Linked DNA regions of Sus scrofa: region 1 is linked to region 2. A link is a contact called in public HiChIP or PLAC-seq data. All regions are on one chromosome and are shown on one strand. Each heading gives the region's core, a stretch centred on a gene start, on an enhancer-like site or on the middle of the called end of the contact. The rest is flanking DNA. Distances are from core to core; before and after follow the strand shown. Region 1 has its middle 34 kb from the start of MAS1. Region 2 overlaps IGF2R (insulin like growth factor 2 receptor).

The links. HiChIP or PLAC-seq counts read pairs in DNA pulled down with a chosen protein or histone mark.
Region 1: an H3K27ac HiChIP or PLAC-seq map of alveolar macrophages shows a contact between it and region 2. The contact joins two enhancer-like sites. A contact is called at or near these places in 3 of 5 promoter capture datasets (fetal liver, fetal skeletal muscle and liver), 29 of 47 Hi-C or Micro-C datasets (adipocytes, adipose tissue, alveolar macrophages and 17 more) and 2 of 2 datasets of contacts at active chromatin or transcription factors (alveolar macrophages and skeletal muscle).

Annotation. Positions count from the first base shown.
Region 1 is chr1:7,505,909-7,509,781 of Sscrofa11.1, forward strand. No RefSeq gene overlaps it. Among named protein-coding and RNA genes, the nearest start is that of MAS1, 34 kb to the right of the region's middle. Within about 2 kb of position 2,208, at least 11 of the 83 cell types and tissues checked have an H3K27ac peak or open chromatin away from gene starts, as enhancers often do. A contact at or near this core is called in alveolar macrophages and skeletal muscle, where this site is marked.
Region 2 is chr1:7,410,000-7,413,742 of Sscrofa11.1, forward strand. It overlaps IGF2R (insulin like growth factor 2 receptor), which reads right to left. Exons shown (of 48, transcript NM_001244473.1): 17 at 3,687-3,743; 18 at 3,089-3,257; 19 at 1,509-1,688. Among named protein-coding and RNA genes, the nearest start is that of SLC22A1, 46 kb to the left of the region's middle. Within about 2 kb of position 2,417, at least 10 of the 83 cell types and tissues checked have an H3K27ac peak or open chromatin away from gene starts, as enhancers often do. A contact at or near this core is called in alveolar macrophages and skeletal muscle, where this site is marked.

The DNA of each region.
Region 1 (3,873 bases), core at 958-3,457, 96 kb after region 2:
GCTGCTCTGACTGTGGTGGAGGCTGGCAGCTGTAGCTCCCTTTCGACCCCTAGCCTGGGAACCTCCATATGCTGCGGGGGTGGCCCTAAAAAGACAAAAAAAGAGCGAGCGAGTCCTGGTCTGCCCCTCCATTGCTGCAACCTGCCCACCGTCTCTGGTGAACTTCTGAGACAACAGTGAGCCCTGTGGCGGAGGCACCGTCACCCCCACCCTGCCCCGGGGGGCTGAAGGACATTTATGCATGCCGGACCCAAGTTCACGTTCATCGGTGAGTGCACCCCACTCCCCAGGGCCTGTGGGGACACAGGGTACCCAGTTTTCACTGTTAGTGTTAGCATCTGTGTTTACTCTTTCATCAACAGAGACAGCCTCAATTCTTTCCTTTATCAGGAGAAAAATTATAGACTGCACATGTGTTTTCCCGTGGAAACAGTTGCCATCTGATAACAAAGTACGAAGTGCATGTGGCCTTGGGGCCTTAGGCAGAGAGCGGCTCAGCGGAGAGGAACCCTGGGAGCAGGACTGATTTGGCGCCAAGCGTCTGGCCTTTGTGGACCTCCCTGTTGCCCCCCTGAACCCCTCCTCTTGCCCAACCCACCTCCCCACTCCCACCACCACCCCCACCAACCCCCCCGCCCCCCGGCCGCCGCCGCTCCTGTGGCCTTGCGCAGAATGACCGACTTGGCGTATTTACAGGGAGGGAAGCGCCGCGGGTCAGGTAGGCCCAAATGTCTTTGTCTCATCTCCTTCCAGGATCAGAAGATAAGAACAGGCTATCTTGGGAGTTCCCGTTGCGGCTCCGTGGGTTACAAACCTGCAGCTACAGCTCTGATTCAACCCCTAGCCTGGGAGCTTCCATATGCTGCAGATGCGGAACTTTTAAAAAGAAAGGAAAAAAGCAAAAAGCAAAAGAAAGGCTAGGTTGCCCCTTCTTTGATTAATGAAGGTCACCGCCTTCCCGAAGCTGCCGCACCCCCTTTAAGAAGATGCTGTTCGGATCCTCCCAAGCCCAGCAAGGCGGCTTCGGCCGGGTTAAAACTGGACCTGGCCCTTCACCTGTCATCCCCTGAAAGAAACACCAGGAGGAGCTAGGGCTCCCCTGGGTCCCATCTGCACGCCCGCCAGCAGAACCCTGGCATGTGAGGGACACTGCGGGGACTTTTCCCAGGTCAGTTGGCCTCCTGGGAAAAGAAGCACAAGCATACATGGAAACTCACGACCTTGACATGAAAGCTCTCAGAGAAGGACACCCTCCAGGCCTGCTGGGACCACGCAGGGTGAAGGCCCTGGAGGGGGCGGGGCCGGTCGACTTTCCAGAGTGGTCTACAGTCATGTCCTGTTTGATCCACGTGAGTTTTTTTCATCAGTTACCAAGGTTTTTCAAATGGGGTTATTTCACATGAAAACCCAGATTTGTGGTTTCCCTTAAAACATTAGATCAGGGAGTTCCCGTTGTGGCTCAACAGGTTAAGAACCCAACAAGTATCGCTTCTCGGCCTTTTGGCTAAGATCAAGTGAAGAACCCAACAAGTATCCATGAGGATGCAGGGTTCTCTTCCTGGCTTCACTCAGTGGGTTAAGGATCCGGCATTGCCGTGAGCTGTGGTGTAGGTCACAGACACGGCTTGGATCCTGCGTTGCTGGGGCTGTGGTGTAGGCCAGCAGCTGCTGCTCTGATTTGAGCCCTAACCTGGGAACCTCCATATGCCTCGGGTGCAGCCCTACAGAAAAAGAGAAGACAAACTTCTGGTTATCAAAGGGGAAACGTTGGCGGGGTGGGGGGGACTCCTATGCACACTAGTGTATATGGACTGGACGGTTGATGGGACCTGCTGTACAGCTTGGGGACCGATGCTCAGTATTCTGTGATAACCTGCATGGGAAAAGATCTGACAAAGAATGGCTCTGTGTCTGTGCATAACTGACCCACTTTATGGTACAGCAGCAATTATCATAACCTTGCAAATCAAGCACACCTCCATAAAACTTAAAAAAGGATACACTACAGGTAACACACCCCCAGCTAGGAGACGGGGGAAGGGGGTGGTGTCACAAGCTTGTAACTCTGGAGGGGGACCCCACTGCCCTGGGACCCAGGCCTCTGAGGAGGGGGCACTGGCAGCTGGTACAGGGTCTCTGAAGTGGGGTCCCTGACCATGGTTCTGTGGGCACCGGAGTCGCTGCAAAGTGGACTCAGCTGCTGCCGCAGAAGGAAGGGCAGCTGCCCCGGGGAGAAGCGTGTCTGGGTGAAGGGGGGTGGGGACCACAGGATCACAGGCTGTGCTGAGAAAAACAACTTTTAAGGAGAACAACTTGGTTTTGCTGCGCTGCCGCCGCTGCATGTTACAGGACGATACCCCTGCTCACACCCGGAGTCTGGAGGCTGGAGTTCAGGATCCCTGCCATAAATTCCTGCTTTACTTTTCCTGGGGCACCTTTTAAAATAACCACTTAGATAGAGTTAATCCTGTGAAATTAGTGACCTCTGCCCCAAACGTCTATAAGCAGTGGGTGTTCCCCACCCGGTTCTCCGGCTCCCTGGGGACCTGGGATGGAGGAGGGTCCACCCTCCCCCCCCCGCCACCCACCCCACCCTCGGCTCACCGCACCCTTCACTGCTGGGCTCTGTAAGTCATCATAAATGTCATGACTTCACTGGCACCCCCCGTGTGGCATCGTGTGACCGTGCAGCCGGTCACAATCTGCATATATATTTTTTTTCTTGAATGTGCTATATTTTCGAGTTATGCATTTTATTTTTTTTAAATTTTCCCACTGTACAGCAAGGGGATCAAGTTATCCTTACATGTATACATTACAATTACATTTTTCCCCCACCCTTTGTTCTGTTGCAACATGAGTATCTAGACATAGTTCTCAATGCTACTCAGCAGGGCCTCCTTGTAAATCTATTCTAGGTTGTGTCTGATAAGCCCAAGCTCCCGATCCCTCCCCCTCCCTCCCCCTCCCTCCCCCTCCCATCGGGCAGCCACAAGTCTTTTCTCCAAGTCTATGATTTTCTTTTCTGAGATGTTCATTTGTGCTGGATATTAGATTCCAGTTATAAGTGATATCATATGGTATTTGTCTTTCTGGCTCATTTCACTCAGGATGAGATTCTCTAGTTCCATCCATGTTGCTGCAAATGGCATTATGTCATTCTTTTTTATGGCTGAGTAGTATTCCATTGTGTATATATACCACATCTTCCTAATCCAATCATCTGTTGATGGACATTTGGGTTGTTTCCATGAATATTTTCTCAGGTCAGTCTCCCAAAGCAATAGGAATTAGAGCAAAAATAAACCCATAGGACCTAATCAAACTGAAAAGCTTTTGCACATCAAAGGAAACCAAAAAGAAAACAAAAAGACAACTTTCAGAATGGGAGAAAATAGTTTCAAATGATGCAACCGACAAGGGCTTAATCTCTAGAATATATAAACAACTTATACAACCCAACAGCAAAAAAACCAATCAATCGATGGAAAAATGGGCAAAAGACCTGAATAGACATTTCTCCAAGGAAGATACACAGATGACCAGCAAACACATGAAAAAATGCTCAATATTGCTGATTATAAGATAAATGCATATTCTTTATTCAATACACCACCAGCTCTGGCATCTAAGCAGACCCTGAGCCTCAGAACCCAGAGGAAGGAGCTGCCCCTTCTTCAGCCTCCCTCTTGAGCCCCCAGGTGGCAGAACCTCGGAGGAGCCACCAGCAAAACAGCCCTTTGTTTGCAGAGCCCAGCTCCAGCATCACACAGCTGAGCGAGGGGCTGGTTGCTGAGAGAGTAATAGTGTCCAGTCCAGAGGGTTCCTTCTAACCCTGTGCTCGGGCTCGGCCCTTCCAAGTAGCTGCATCCA
Region 2 (3,743 bases), core at 1,167-3,666:
CACTCACAGCTCACCCACCCAGTGCCCTCCGATCTGGAAGCCTCCCACCCTCTCGGCCACAGCGTCACCAACAGGAAATGCCATCGCTTCAGCCTCACAATGTGGTTGTGCCAAGTTCCCGGACTGCAGATGGGCTAGGGGTGGGGGTGGGGGAAACCTCCCTTCACTCCATGCTCCCTGAACCCACGAAACGGGCCAGGCTCTGGGCCAACCCCAAGAGACACGGCAACGACGTGAAGTCACCCTGAAAACTGCAGGTCCCCATCCAGAGGATGTCGCAGGAAAGCAGAGTAAATGCGGGAACTTCGGGAACTGCCCAGTGCCTCCACAGCAAGGCAACACCAGAGGGGGCAGAGGGCGGGCAAGGCCCAGGCAGGGGACGCAGAGACGGGCCCAAGGGGCCAGGACTCCGTCCCGGGACACCCCGCCGGGGCTGAGCGCAGCCTGTGCTCACGTCTCCCTGGTGGGGCCCGTGCCTACACAGCCCAGGCCCCGCTCAGCCAGCTCACGTCTTCCTTCCTTGGCAGCGCCACCTTCTTGGGCTCCAAAGACCTTATCGCTTGGGAAAAACCCATGTGCCGGCAAAGGGCAGAGAGAACTTGGCGTCTTCGACTGACTAGGATATAAGTGACCAGCCCCTGCGCCCCGACCCCCGCCAGCCCACGTCAGCGGAGGGAGAGGGCGTGGGACAGACCTCGGAAATAATCTGATAATAAACATGAACTCCATTATCCCCGCTCTGGGCCTCGAGGAGTTTGGCGATTATTCAAAACACACATGACCCAGGGATAAATGTCAACCTTCAGGTAAAGAAGGCAATCAGGGCAGAATAACAAAGTTCTGGAAGTGGATACTGGGAATGGGAGCTCGACACGGGTCCACAGGCCCCATGCCGCTCAGCGTGCGCCGCAGGACGGCCAAGGGGTCGATCTTCGGTTGTAAAGCTTCAGCCACGTTCTTTTTAAACCAGTTCTTTCTGGCTCTCTCTTCTGGGCTGCCCTGGCGCAGGGAACCAGGGCCCACGCGCAACCCCCTTCCACTTCCCAGCCCTCGCCTTGCACGCCTGCTTCGCCAGCACGTCACACGCGCCTCCCCCATTGTTCTTCGCCCACGGCCGAGCTGCACGCGCCTTGGTTTCCTCATCTGCGAACTCTGAGGTTTGGCCCAAACCATCTCTAAGACCCGCTGTGCTGCAGGGACCCTGGGTCACCAGCTCACAAGAGCGAAGAAGGGGCAGGATGGTGTCTGTGTCACCCAGAGAGAAAAACTCGCGTCTACAGGACACCAACACACTGGGTGTGTCACCAATCGGCAGTAAGAGGTCAGGCTTGAACCTGAGAAAGAACAGACACAAAAGCACCACCGCCGCCGGGCCCCTGGCCTCTGCTTTTATACCACATGCCGACCTGAAGCAGGATGAAGAGCAAGCTCCCCCACCCTGGGAAGAGACTCAAAGGAACACGAAGCCACCAAGGTCCGGGGCGCCGAGCAGCGAGCGCCCTCCTTACCAGGCTGCCCCTGGAGCAGACGAGGTGGATCCGGGTGGTGTAGGTGGTCCGCCTCCCGTCGCTGGTGGTGCAGGCGGAGCCGTTCACGTACTCCAGGACAAGGCTGCCGCTGTTCTCCACCACGGGGCCCGCCTTCGCGACCCCCAAGTTGCTGATGGAGACGGTTTCGGAAAACGAACCCTGCAAACACGGGTGTCTGTGAGGTTTCCCCATGAAGAGAAGACCGCTTTCCTTCTGACACGGTGGGTGCGCATTGTCCACGCAGCTGTCGCCACAGATGAGCAAATGCGCAGCCACCCTTCCTGCGTGCGGGGGGGGCACAGCCCTCCACGTCCACGGGCTCTGCCTCTGCTGATGCAACCAACTTCAGCTCGAACTGCTCGGGGAAGAAATGACATAAAAGTTCCAAAAAGCAAAACTTGAATTTGCCTCCAGGGCCTGAGGCGTGGCGCTGACACTGTCTCAGGCTTTGTGAGTGGTCCAGAGAGGACATAAAGCGCGGGGGTGCCAAGGGGACACTGCAGGTGACGGGCTCGAGCAGCTGTGGACATGGTGTCCGCCAGGCCCTGGAGCCTATCCTGCCCTCCATTCCAAGGGACAACTTATTTCCCATAAATTATGACCTTAAACCCTCAAAATCCTGGTAGAGTCTATTCTCTTCACTTTACAAAAGGGCAAACAAGGTTCAGACACGCGCAGTGACCTATCCGAGGCCACGCGACTGACAGGCATCAGAGACGGGACTCAAACCACATCCTCTGGCCAGGAGCTTCTGACACTGCCGGCCCGTCCCTCGCGCCTCCATCGTCTGGCCATCTGGGTGGCAGAGCTGAGACTAGAGCACAAGTGAATGACTGTGAAAGCGCCCCAGGACTCATCCAGGGTTATAAATAACCATCAGCGAATAGACGAACTGGCAAACACAGACTCCAGCGGGCTTGGAGGCCGTTGCTCCAACAAAGAGCACACGCGCCAATGTGCACGAGCGCCTCCACGCTTAACCACCAGAGGGCGCTCGCCAGCTTCCTTTACAAGACCTCCAGCTGCCGGCTAACAGGCGCCAGGAAAAGTGCATTCCTGCCGCTCTATTTTTAAAGCGGCACACATACATCTTTATTTTAAGATGTGCCGTGTCTGAGGAGCACAAGCACACGTAGCAGAGCTCTGGCGGCACCTGCATTCCATCCAATGACGGTGCACAGCTCGCACCCTGGCCAGAGCGAAGGCCTGGACCGAGTGTGTGCACAGCAATCCTGCCGTGCAGCTGTCCCCCTAATCACTCAGAAGCCCAAGCTTTTGGAAGCACTAGCTCTTCCTTACAGATGTCTGCTGTTCAAAGACACCTCCTCCGCCGGGTCCTGTGAGCAGAGGTCACCACACCCAGGCTTTTTCACATTTTAAATCTGAACCAGGACTCAAATATGACCGCATCTATGGAGGGGAGGGGACTCAGATATGATCCCACTGAGGCCCCCTCCCCCTCAGAGGGCCTCCCGTCAGCAGCCAGGCCTGCGCAGACCTGGGAGCCCAGAAATAACCAGCTCTACCACCAAGTCACATGGGGCGGGGGGCAGACCCACCTGGTGGCTCTCATACTTCATCTGGCAGGCGGACGCGTACCGATCGCAGCCCGGCACCGGGTTCAGAGGCCGACACACGTTGATGTAGTACTTCCTCCACGTGCTGTGCGGGCCCGCGCTGTCCAGGGCGTACCAGTTCCCGCCACGACCGCCCTCAGATTTTGCAAGACTGAAATGTCCAAGCGAAACGTGAGCTTTGCAAGCTAAGAGGTTTCTGCCCGAGGATTCACTTCTAAGCACCCAGAGAAAGAGAAAGAAACACACCCCGCCCCTCAACGTATAGCAGCTGGCCTGGTGGGACTCACGGCACCACGGAAGGCAGCCCACCGCCGAGCTGGGACTGCCCTAGGCCCCAGCACCGCCGGGCGGCTTTTCAAATGATGCTGCTGAAGACAGGCTTGCTTTGCTGGGCAAAGACTGCTTGACCTCGCCAGGACTCCCGGGCCATCGTTAGAGTTCATTCTGGTCTAAAACATCCCACCTTGGTCCTGCACCCAGAACTGAGCTGACCCTGGTCATCAGCTCAGTCACCTGCTCACCAGCAGGGCCCAGTCGACCTCAGCCCTAACTGGACCGGGGCCCGGCTGACCCGCCTCACCTGGAGAGGTCGTACTGCTCCAGCGTGGACGGGTCGGTCACCACGCACTCCAGCGGC